2 separate regions of the Canis lupus genome follow, and region 2 is linked to region 1. A link is a contact called in public Hi-C data. All regions are on one chromosome and are shown on one strand. Each heading gives the region's core, a stretch centred on a gene start, on an enhancer-like site or on the middle of the called end of the contact. The rest is flanking DNA. Distances are from core to core; before and after follow the strand shown. Region 1 holds the start of PPP2CB (serine/threonine-protein phosphatase 2A catalytic subunit beta isoform). Region 2 holds the start of GTF2E2 (transcription initiation factor IIE subunit beta).

Evidence for each region. Hi-C and Micro-C count contacts between places; a contact is called where the count stands out from the background.
Region 2: a contact with region 1 is called in a Hi-C map of blood, with 2.7 times the contacts expected there. The contact joins the promoter of GTF2E2 here to the promoter of PPP2CB in region 1. A contact is called at or near these places in 3 of 9 Hi-C or Micro-C datasets (amygdala, blood and skin fibroblasts).

What each region holds. Positions count from the first base shown.
Region 1 is chr16:34,347,678-34,353,912 of UU_Cfam_GSD_1.0, reverse strand. It overlaps PPP2CB (serine/threonine-protein phosphatase 2A catalytic subunit beta isoform), which reads right to left and starts at 3,394. Exons shown (of 7, transcript XM_038560171.1): 1 at 3,208-3,394. The coding sequence starts at 3,309.
Region 2 is chr16:34,513,479-34,519,713 of UU_Cfam_GSD_1.0, reverse strand. GTF2E2 (transcription initiation factor IIE subunit beta) reads right to left here and starts at 3,406. Exons shown (of 8, transcript XM_038560179.1): 1 at 3,226-3,406. It overlaps LOC119869501 (a long non-coding RNA gene), which reads right to left. Exons shown (of 3, transcript XR_005371526.1): 3 at 5,065-5,339.

The DNA of each region.
Region 1 (6,235 bases), core at 2,145-4,644:
GGCTTTCATCAGTACCACTTTAGTCTCAATTTCAGCTGACTCCTTCAGTTTTTAGGCAACCTGAATTAGAACAGGAATTCAATCTCTTTTTTTTTTTTTTTTAAAGATTTTATTTATTCATGAGAGACACACACACAGAGAGGCAGAGACATAGGCAGAGGGAGAAGCAGGCTCCCTATGGAGAGCCTGACGTGGGACTTGATCCCAGGAACCCGGGGATCACGACCTGAGCCAAAGGCAGATGTTCAACCACTGAGCCACCCAGGTGCCCTGAACGGGAATTTAAGATTTTAGATTTTATTTTTTTTAATTTTATTTATTTATTCATGATAGACACAGAGAGGCACAGACACAGGCAGAGGGAGAAGCAGACTCCACGTAGAGAGCCCGACTCAGGACCCGATCCCAGGACCCCAGGATCACGCCCTGGTCCGAAGGCAGGCACCAAACCACTGAGCCACTCAGGGATCCCCAGATTTTAGATTTTATATAAAATCTCTTTTGAAGTACATTCTCCAGGGATGCCTGGAGAATTTATCTCTGGATAAATACAGAAAGCCTCCTCAAGACTTAAATTGTGACTGAGGGGTACCTGGCTAGCTCAGTCAGATAAGCATCCCACTCTTGATCTTATGGTTGTGAGTTCGAGAACCATGTTTGGTATAGAGATTAAAGAAAAGTTTAAAAAACTCCACAAAAACAAAAAGATTTAAGTGTGACTTGAATTCTTCTCTAGGAATATATCAAAACTATTAGCGAGTCAAAGGGATTCAACATCAGCTTTGTTCATAACTTCAAGTCTTTAATGTTCATAGCAGGGTTAACTGACTCAACTAATTTCAAGACTAGGTATTTTAAGATTGAATGCTGACACTAGACCTTGAGAGAGCAATTTATTTTTTATTTTTTTTTTAGAAAAATTTATTTATTTATTTGAAGGGGGCAGGGAGACACAGGCAGAGAGAGAAGCAGGCTCCACGCAGGGAGCCTGACGCCGGACTCGATCCCGGGTCCCCAGGACAAGGCCCTGGGCTGAAGGCAGCGCTAAACCACTGAGCCACCTGGGCTGCCCAAGAGAACAATTTAAAATGTAAAATTTGAGAAAGGAATTTAAAATGTAAAATTTAAGACTCGTGAAATTTTAGGTTATCAAACAAGCACACAGAATGTCTACTTGAAGCTGTAAGTAATGTTTGTTTCAGAAAGAAAAAAATACCACTGGCTTGGCAGTCCTATTTACAGAAATTCTCCTGTTAACAAAGAGGGAGTGAGTGAGTGATTTACTTAAAAGATTTTATTCATGACACACACACACAGAGAGGCAGAGACACACACAGGCAGAGGGAGAAGCAGGCTCCATGCAGGGAGCCTGATGCGGGACTCGATCCTAAGACCCCCAGGATCATGCCCCGAGCCAAAGGCAGACGCTCAACTGCTGAGCCACGGAGGCGTCCCGCAACGAGTTATATAATATACAAAAGTGCTAGGCAACATTACACTTGTTAAAAACTATTCTAACTTAACATTAGCTATTATTCCTCCATCCCTAAGTTGCATAATTTTAAGAGTGCCCTATTACTGGGGATGCCTAGGTGGGTGCTCAGCGGGTTGAGCGTCTGTCTGCCTTCAGCTCAGGGCGTGATTCCTGAGGCCGGGATTCAGTCCCGCATAGGGCTCCCTACGAGGCGATTTCCCTCTGCCTGTGTCAGCCTCTTTATGTCTCTCATGAATAAATAAAATCTTAAAAAAAAAAAAAAAAAAAAAAAAAAAAAAAAAAAAAAAAAAAAAAAGGAATGCCCTCTCCAATGCATTTCTAAGGCATTCCGATTTCCAAACACAAACTCTCAAAAAAAGTCTTAGATTTATGCCTTAAGAATACAAACAAATCCAACAGCATTAAGAATAACTTGGTTAGGGACACCTGTGTGGCTCAGCCGTGGAGCATCTGCCTTCAGCCCAGGGTGTGATCCCAGAGTCCTGGGGTCGAGTCCTGCCTGCGTCTGGCTCCCTACATGGAGCCTGTTTCTCCCTCGGCCTGTCTTCTCACGAATAAATAAATAAAATCTTAAAAAAAGAAAAAGAACTTGGTTACTCTTTCATACAGACTTTTTTTTCCATAAAAATGTGTGAAAGTTATCTAGTCCAATCATAAAAACCGAACGAGAAAAATTCCAAGACTTATCCGGTAAGATGAAGAGTGTGAAACAACTCCAGCGGTTAAGAAAACAATGGACACAGAATTCAAGAAAGTTGTCCAAGATCACCCAGTCAAGGACGACTGTGAGCAGTTTATCACTTGCAGATTTTATTACCCTGGGACAAGAGAAAAAAGAAAAGAAAAAGAAAAAGAAAAAAAAGAAAAAGAAAAAAAAGAAAAAGAGAAAGAAAAAGAAAAAGAAAAAGAAAAGAAAGAACCCCAAACACTTTACATATAACAGAAACGGAAATAACTTTTGAAAAGGGCTGCCCTGAATCAAAGACACGTAGCCCATCTATCATTTCAAGTTATCACTGTGGCCAAACTATTTTTTTTTTTTAAAGCTTTTTATTTATCTATTCGTGAGAGGCAGAGACACAGGCAGAGGCAGAAGCAGGCTCCCTGCGAGGAGGAGCCCGACGTGGGACTCGATCCCAGGACCCCGGGGGCACGACCTGGGCTAAAGGCGGACGCTCGATCACTGGGCCACCCAGGTGCCCCTGTGGTCCAATTTAAAAGACAGACCGCCTGGTTTCGGACAATCAAGAATCCGTGCGAAGACCAGTCGCCGCGTGCTGAGATCGAAGTCAGCCTCGGTTTACCCATCCGTCGGCCACTACGCCCACCCCTCCAGAGACAAACGGGCTGGCACATTGCAAGCTGCTGATTTTTGGAGCCCCCCAGCCCCCCCCCCCCCATTCACCCGAGAAAAGCCCTACGTCTCTTAACAAGCTCGGTTAATAATTAAGACCATCCAGGTTCACTTTCGGTGCATTTTCCAGCAAAAGCTCGCGCTGGATTACCCCGCCGCTGGCGCGCACGTGAGACGTTAGGGTCAGGAATCCCCAGCGGGGCGCCGGGGACCCCGACCCAAGCGGGGCGTGGGCTCCCCGGGCCGGCGCAGGGGCTTCCGGAGGGCGGGGGCCGGGGAGCAGCGGCCCGCCCCGCCCCGCCCGCCCGCCCCGCCCCGCTCCGGCCGGCCGCCCGCCCCCGCAGGCCGCTTCGCTTACCTTCTCGCACAGCGTCCGCACCTGGTTCTCGTTCAGCTGCTTACACTCGTTGAGCTGCTCGACCCACTGGTCCAGCTCCTTGGTGAACGCCTTGTCGTCCATGGCGGCCCGCTGCCTCCCTCCCCCCACCCCGCCCCTGCCCTCCCGCGCCCCGCGCGCCGCTCCCCTCTCCCGCCGCCAGCGGCTCCCAGCGGCAGAGGAGGGAGCGGGGCGGCGCGGCTGCGGGCCCCTCGCCCCGCCCAAGGCCAGCGGGCGGCTCCCGGCGCGCGGCCTGCGGGGTCCCTCGCCCGCCCCGCAGCCGGCGAAGGGCGCGGGGAGGTGGGCGGGAGCGCGGCGCGGGCCTTCGGCGAACCACCCGCCGGACGCTCACCCCGAGCCGCCGCCGCCGCCGCCGCCGGCCTCTCCCGGCTCTCTCGCCCCTTCCCTCGCTCCCTCGCTGCCCTCCCTCCGGGTTTCCGTCAGCGCCCGGGCATTTCCGCCGGGAGCGGGGAGCCGGCGGCGCCCGCCGGGGCTCGGGACGCAAGAAGGCTGCAGCGCCCCCGTGCGGCTCGGCGGACAAGCGGCCCGGGGATGGCGCCGAGGCGGGCTCCTGTCCCTCCCTCCTCCCTCCTCTCTCTTCCTTTCCCACTTGGGTGAAAGCCTTTTCTTCACATCCTTTTCTCTGGGGACGTAGGCCCACCTTAGCCTCTTGCAGTGCTGTTTCCGCACTCTGGGGAGGAGCTGGGAAACCTGGGCCTTTCCCCTGCAGCGCTGTCCCCCCAGAGTCAGGCACTCTCCCAGAGCAAGCATTCAGTGTTTTTTGTTTTTTTTTTTAATTTTTATTTATGATAGTCACAGAGAGAGAGAAAGAGAGAGAGAGGCAGAGATACAAGCAGAGGGAGAAGCAGGCTCCATGCACCGGGAGCCCGACGTGGGATTCGATCCCGGGTCTCCAGGATCGCGCCCTGGGCCAAAGGCAGGCGCCAAACCGCTGCGCCACCCAGGGATCCCAAGCATTCAGTGTTTATTGGGTCTATAAATGGATTCTTTCTAGCCTTAACCCTGCCGCCAACTAGCCGTGGACCCTAACATCTTAAAGCCTCTTTTTCTTTTTTTTTTTTTAGGTCCACCCCCCCGGCTTGCCAGCGCGAGGGGAGGGTGGGGCAGAGGGCGAGGGACAAGCAGATGCCCCCTCTGGGGGGAAGGGAGGGAGTGGGGGGAGCCTGACCCCAGCCGTATCCCAGGACCCCGAGATCACGACCCCAGCCCAAGTCCCCCGCTTAACCGACTGAGCCACCCAGGCGGCTCTCCAAGCCTCCCTTTCATGATTTTTCCGTGATAACAGTCTGTGTCCCTTCCAGCTCCAGCGTTCTTCACTGCATTTTCTGCAGTGTTTACTGAGTTCTAATGATTTGGACATTCAACAAATACTTACTGAGCACCTGCTAAGTGCCACATCCCTTGTAGAGCAGGTGCTAAGCAGCCATACGGACTCTACAGAAGACACATACTGCCACTAACCCAGGCGAGAGCAACATCCTCTGTCAGGAGGCGAGCGCTGGGATCTTGGCTTTGCCAACTTCATAGCAGTGTCCTTGGGTAATCACCAAATCTCTCCCAACTTCAGATTCCTCATCTATTAAAAGGGCTCAGAAAGGCCTACCTTTTCAGGTTGTGAAGAAACATTTTACAAGTGCCTATCCAATAGTACAGTAGGGGAGCAACATGCCTTATCCCTCCTGGGCAGCAGTTACAGAAAGCTTTAGGACGGTGGCATTGGAATTGAATTTTGAACCTTCTTCCCAGGCAAAACTTTGAATTTGTCTGAAGAAGAGGAAAGAAGTTGCAAGGATTTTTTTTTTTTTTTTTGGTAGAGAACACGTGTGAAATATTATGGTCTGGAAAGCTACTTTAATCAATAGAAATAGGTCATATGGTGCAAAATAAGGCTGGAAGAGAAGCACAAAACATGAAAAGGTGATGAAACAATACTGAAGAGCCTGGCACCTGTTTAACTGCAATAGATGTTGTAGTCTCTGTGGACATTAGAGGTTTAAAGGAGGCTGAATTCTAGCCAAGCCTGGAGAGCTCAGAACTCAAATGAGGATGGTATTTCTGAAGTTCCTAGAGAATTGAGAACAGTAAAACAAAACAAAACAAACAAAACAACAACAAAAAGCCAGAGGAGAAATGGGAGCTATGGATACTGGTTGGGGAGAGAGGTCCTCAAAGTAGAAGCAAATGTGTTCAGAATTAACGTTGAGAATGTTCTTAGAGTTGGAGTAGGGAAATGAATTTGTGAAAATGGTGCTTCTGAAAAGTTTAGCTTTTTTTTTCCTAGATGCTATGCGTTTTACTTGTATCTTCCTGTTTAATCCTTCAATAATCCTTCAATAATGACACAGGTATTACTATCATCCTCTATTTTACAGGTGAAGAAACAGACACCTAGGGGGTCAAAAACATATCTAGTCACACAGATAGGAACTGATGGAGTAGGAATGAACACCCAAGTCAGCCTGATTTCTACTTTTATTTTGCATTATGTTCTCTGACCTCTGCAGTCCGATCAGAGTAGGGAAAGCTGAGGTTGGCTGAGCAGTCAAGGGACTTGGTCGGGATCCCTGGGTGGCTCAGCGGTTTAGCTCCTGCCTTTGGCCCAGGGCGGATCCTGGAGTCCTGGGATGGAGTCCCGGGATCGAGTCCAACATTGGGCTCCGGGCATGGAGACTGCTTCCCCCTCCTCCTGTGTCTCTGCCTCTCTCTCTGTCTATCATAAATCAGTCCATCAATCTTTTAAAAAAGGGACTTGGTGATTGCATTATCAGTTTTTGGTATTTTGGTTGTAAAGGCATCTTACTTAAAAAAACTAATTCTTTTTTTTAAAGGTTTTATTTATTTATTCATGAGAGACACACAGAGAGAGAGAGAGAGAGAGGCAGAGACACAGGCAAAGGGAGCAGCAGGCGACGTGGGACTCGATCCTGGGTCTCCAGGATCACACCCTGGGCTGAGGGCAGCGCTAAACTGCTGAACCACCTGCCCCCCC
Region 2 (6,235 bases), core at 2,157-4,656, 170 kb before region 1:
GAAACAAAACAAAGCAAAAACAGACCCTTAGCTATAGAGAACTGATGGTTACCAGGGGAGAGGTGAGAGAGATGGGTGAAATAGGTAATGGGGATTAAGAGTACACTTATCTTGATGAGCAAGGAGTATCGAATTGGTGAACCACTGTATTACACACCTGAAACTAATACAACACTGTACATTAACTACACTGGAATTAAATTTTTTTTTTAAATTCCTCTCTTCATACCAGTAAGCACAGAATAAACTAATGGTTGCCAGAGAGGAGGTGGATGAGGGGAATATAGGGGACATGGGGATGGGCAAAATGGATGAAAGGGAGTGGGATATACAGGCCTCCAGTTATGGAATGAATAAGTCATGGGGATTAAAGATTTAGCACAGGGAATAAAATAAAGTCAATGGTATCATAATAGCATTGTACAGTGACAAATGGTAGCTATACTTCTGATAAGCATAGCATAAGGTATAGAGTTGTAAAATCACTATTTTGTATACTTGAAACTAATGTAAAATTGTGTGTAAAATACACTCCAAAAAAGAAAAAAGTTCCCCTCTTGTTTGAACTCTCCCAGAATATGTGGAAAGTCTAGGAAGCACAACAAGCTGACCATGTAAATGATTTTTGCATTCTTCACAAGCAGGGAAGGAAGGTCTGGGAGGAAAAAGATCCTATCTTTGCTCTTGTTTTGTTTTGCTTCTAAGTAGGTTCCCTGCACTGTGTGGAGCCCAACATGGGGTTTGAACTCACCCACCCTGAGATCAAGACCAGAGCTGAGCTCAAGTCAGACACTTAACCAACTGAGCCACCCGGGGGGCCCCTATCTGAACTTTGAAAGCCTTCATGCAGAGAATAGCTCAATATTTGTTAAATGAATAACGAACACAAAAACATCTTTAAGTGGCTTTAGCCTTGTTACAGGTTTCACAAATCTTTATTAAATGTCTTGTGTTTGTGACTCTAAGCTTTGTATAGTTGTCTTGTGTTCATGTACTCCAGGTTTTGAAGAATTCGAGAAGATAAACCCTTGCCTTCAAGCAGCTTACATTTGAAAAATCTGAAAGAACTGAGCATCTTGCTTAAAAAGAAATGAATAGGGAACCCTGGGTGGCGCAGCGGTTTAGCGCCTGCCTTTGGCCCGGGGCGCGATCCTGGACACCCGGGATCGAATCCCACGTCGGGCTCCCGGTGCATGGAGCCTGCTTCTCCCTCTGCCTGTGTCTCTGCCTCTCTCTCTCTCTCTCTCTGTGTGACTATCATAAATAAATAAAAATCTAAAAAAAATTTAAAAAAAAAAAAAAAAAAGAAATGAATAAGGGCGGCCCGGGTGGCTCAGCAGTTTAGCGAAGCCTTCAAGCCCAGGGCGTGATCCTGGAGACCAGGGATCGAGTCCCCCATGGGCTCCCTGCATGGAGCCTGCTTCTCCCTCTGCCTGTGTCTCTGCCCACACCCCCTCTGTCTCTCATTAATAAATGAATAAAATCTTTTAAAAAATGAATAAAATATGACTCAGAGTGCTAAAAGTCAAAAATATAAGCACTGATAAAAAAAAAATAATCAGAGTAAACTTGAATGAGTAAGAGCCACTGGCACTGTTATCAAAGACCTGACTTCTGGAATCCTCAGTACTAATCTGTAACTGCAACATGACCTAGGCAATCCATAGACCTCACTAAATCCAATTTTATTATAAACAAAATGAAGATACTGTCAATGCTATCTCCATCTAGCCCAACTTTAAAATGAGACAATATTTGTGAAAAGCAATTTTCTGAGTAATAAAGCTATATACAAATGTTACCTCACTGCTACTATTCTGAGTTGGATCTGAAAAGAAAAAATAACAGGAGGATTATGCTAGGGTATTGGAAAGATAGCAGACGTGGGGGGAGGGTAAGTGTGTGGGGGGGTAGAAATCACAAGTGATTAAATGGGGGCAACACACCTAAAACAGGAAACATCTGTAGCTGTTTAAGTCATCGTGTTAAGACAGGTAATCAAACCAGGCTTTTAACCATGATTTTAACACAGGCTTAAACAAAAGCCTTACAATTTACAAAAACCTAAATGCTTACAGCATTTGAGCCTCACAACTCTCTGAAATGATAGGTATTAGTTTTATTCCTTATTTTAATACGTGAAATCTGAAGTGAGGAGGGACCCTTAGGGTCACACAGCTGTTAAGTACCTAGGTCAGGACACGAATACTCGGCCTCCTCAATCAAAAGCTTCCTTACTCCAGACCTGAAATGCTGGTCAAGGCCTCTAATAAAACAAAGGCGACCTGTGCGATACCGGTAACGTTCAATGGCACCCAGGAGCAGAAGGCTGAAGGTCTCCCTCTCTCTCTCTCTCTCCCACCATCGCATGCTCCGCTTAACTTTTCCACCTCTTTTTTCAGACTACTCAGAAATCTGCAGTTTCACATATACTGACCTACGCAGGAGACCTATGCCCATTTCCCACTTAAAAAAAAAAAAAAAAAAAAATCATCACAACTCAGGGAGTTCACGTGTTCTTCCATGGTCACTGAGCAGCCAAAAATTAAATCAAAATCTAGCTCCAGAGCACACGTTCTTCCCCCTCTACCATTCGCCTTTTATTTTTCAACCTTTCTACTTCTCCTTTGCTTCCTTCTCTGCATAAGCCCAAGAACATTGCCAGGAACAGCCGGCAAGGTAGGAAACGACACCGCTTACCTCCTAAATCTCAGGACCGGGGAGATGGACGAAAAGGTACACCCCAGTGTTTGGATTTGGAGCAGGTCTTAAGACTTTGCAGACATCGACTATAATAACTAAAGTTCGGGAATCAGTACAAACCGAGTCTCCAAAACGCGGCTTAAAAAAAAATAATAAAAAAAAAAAAGAGCCCTCGGAGGTGCATCTAAATCACCGCCTTTAGCTGGACCCCGTGGTTCCCTCAACTCCACACACGTCCCGCTCAGTTACGGCTCCTGTGAGGTCGGGGGCCAGGAAGAGAGGCAGTCAGCATCCTGACGGCGAATTTCCCCCTTTCCAACCCAAAAGTTTGCTCAGTGGACCTCCGGCCTAAAAGACAATGCGCCCCAGAAGTTGGTACTGTTTGGCGTTTCGCGCAGAGAACCGCAGACCCCGCGTCCCCGAGAGACCGACGGAAGACAGGCTCGCCCCGCAGGAGGAGGCGCTCCCGAGGAACCACAGGCCGGGGCTCCGCTCCCCACACCCGGCGGCCGCGGCCCCTACCTGAGCGAGGAGGGCCGCCCCACGCGACCGGCCGCCGCCTCCCAGCGCCTCCACCTCCACCAGCCGCCCACGCCCGCGTGGCCGCCGCTCCCTGCTCCTCGTCAGCAGCGCCCCCGCCTGCCCGCACGCACGCCCAGCGCAGCCCCGCCAGGTCGGGGTCTCGGCACTGGCGGCGGCGGCGGCGGCTGAGGCGGCGCGACTCGGCCGGGAACTCCGCCCGCCACTTCCTGATCAGGCTACGAGGAGCTCCGTCCCGGCAGGCACCGCGGCGCCCCCGCCCGCGAGAACGCGCGTGCGCCGTCACGTGCCCCGCCCGGGGTCCCGCGGGAGGGGAGTCGGCCGGCAGGGGCGTCCCGGATTTCCATGACAACGGCGGGCGGGCGGGCGGGCGGGAAAGGGGGGAGGCGGAGAATGAGGCTTACGTAGGAAGAGGAGCGGTTGCTAAAATGGAACACAAAAATCTGTCCTTTCCCTGGGTGGCTCAGCGGTTTGGTGCCGCCTTCGGCCCAGGGCGTGATCCTGGAGACCTGGGATCGAGTCCCACGTCGGGCTCCCCGCGTGGAACCTGCTTCTGCCTCTGTCTCTGCCTCTCTTTGTGTCTCTCATCAATAAATAAATAAAATCTTTAAAAGAAACAGAAGTCGGGTGAAGCGCCATGACCTGCTCAAGACGGCACAGCGCGCAACCAGTTACGGGCGTGGAGCCCAGCTTAAATCCCCAACCACCACACCTGTGAACCCCCTTAGACGAGGATTTAGACTTAAAAGGCAGCATGAAGAGATAGGAGTAATGAATGAATGCTACGAAACAGATAACTGGCGTGGCCCACCGCCTGCAGGGTATTGGAGGGTGTCATATTTCCTGCGGCTGTCCTTTCTCTTACTACCGGAGGTGGCAGCAAAGCCAGTGCTCAACGCTGTTATTTAATTACTTAGTGCTGGTTGGTCAAGTTACTTAACCTGTGCTTCGGTTTTTGCATTTGAGAAATGGGAATAATTGTACTACCAAAATAAGGTACTTGCATTGGGCTGTTGTGCAGATTAGATGAAATAATAAATTTTTATTCAAAACTTGGAAATAAGCCAAAAGAAAAAAAAGCCAAAAGATAACTGATGTGTGGCTTTTTTTTTTTTTTTTTGATGTGTACCTTTTTGAAATTAGTTTCATTCTGGAGGATTTCCTAATAAACTCACTTGATGTTCATGTGACACCTTCAGGAAATGTAACTTTGCTGGAATATTTACAACCCGGTAAAGTCAGAAATTGGTTAAAAAAAAAAAAAAAACTGATGAAGTGTAATGGGGAGAAGGGGCAGGCAGCAAATGAAAAATACTAACCCAAAAGTTAAAATTACCCTGTCCTGAGAAATAGGAGCCAGTTTTGTATCAATTTATTCCCTAGCATTGATGCTCTCTGCTCCCTTAGAGCCTTTCCCCAGACTTCTTAGGTAGCCTACCCAATTCTGTAAATATCTTTCCAGGACCCTGCTTCCTTCTCAGGCATTCATCCCATAAAGAAAAAAAGGTCTTTTTTCCCCTCTATCCATGTTAAGTTCTCCCAATAATTAGACTAACAAAAGAGACCATAACAAAAGAAAGACAAGTTTATTAGTGACCAGCACACATACACTTGGGAGATGAGTGATTCAAAGGGGTGGGTAGAATTTGAGCTTATTTAGTATTTTTTTTAAGATTTCATTTTTAAGGGACGCCTGGGTGGCTTGGCGGTTAAGCCCTTCTGCCTTCGGCTCAGGGTGTGATCCTGGAGTACCTGGATGGAGTCCCACATCGGACTCTCTGCATGGAGCCTGGTTTTGGCTCTGCCTGTGTCTCTGCCTCTCTCTCTGCGTCTCTCATGAATAAATAAGATCTTAAAAAAAAAGATTTTTTTAATGACAATCATTTCATTTTATTTTTTTAATAATAAATTTATTCTGCGGGGCCACCCTGGTTTCAAGTGCTCTTACTGCCTCGGGGTATGGACCGGCCCCCCTCCAGCGCGGCTGGCTCAGGTCTGGCTGCCTTCGTGGACAAATTCGCCCCAGGAGGGGCAGGGACGATGCTCGGACCTGGATTCCTTATCTTAGCTCCTGCGGTCTGGCCGGTCAACACGGTCTGTCTCAAAAAAATAAAATAAAATAAAATAATAATAATAATAAATTTATTTTTTACTGGTGTTCAATTTGCAAAAGATTTTATTTTTAAGTAATTGCTACATCCAACGTGGGCCTTGAACCCACAACCCAAAGATCAAGAGTGGCAAGCTCCATGGACTGAACTGTCTTAGCATCTTAACAAAAGAGCACTAAGGAGTGCCTGACTGGCTCAGTCTGTAGAGCATGTATCCCTTGGTCTTGGGGTTGTAGGTTTGAGTCCCATATTGAGTATAGAGATTACTAAAGAATAAAGTCTTTAAGACAGATAGATATCTAGATAGATAGATGGGCAGATAGATAAATAAATATGTCTCTGGTAGAGAGCATGGAGACAACACCATTATAATTTATGTCCTACCTTTAGGCAAATAGTGAGGAGAGGAGAAAGCTTTCTTATATCTGCTTCTCAATTATCTTCAGTTCATAATAATCTTTATGCCAAAGTGGCATATTTAAAAAAAGGGGGGGGGGATTCCTGGGTGGTGCAGCGGTTTGGTGCCTGCCTTTGGCCCAGGGCACGATCCTGGAGACCCGGGATCGAATCCCACGTCAGGCTCCCTGTGCATGGAGCCTGCTTCTCCCTTTGCCTGTGTCTCTGCCTCTCTCTCTCTCTCTCTCTCTCTCTCTCTCTCTGTGTGTGACTATCATAAATTTTTTAAAAATTTAAAAAAATAAAATAAAGGGGGGGGGCATATTTTGTGGTGGCATATTCCACTACCGAAGACTACCCATCTTCACTCTCACAAATTTTCTCCAAAAAGAAAACATTTGCCACTGCCTCTGCCTAGAAACTTTTATTCCGCAGGGGTTCAAATACTGGCCTTGGAGCCAGATAGATCTGGCCTGAATTCCTAC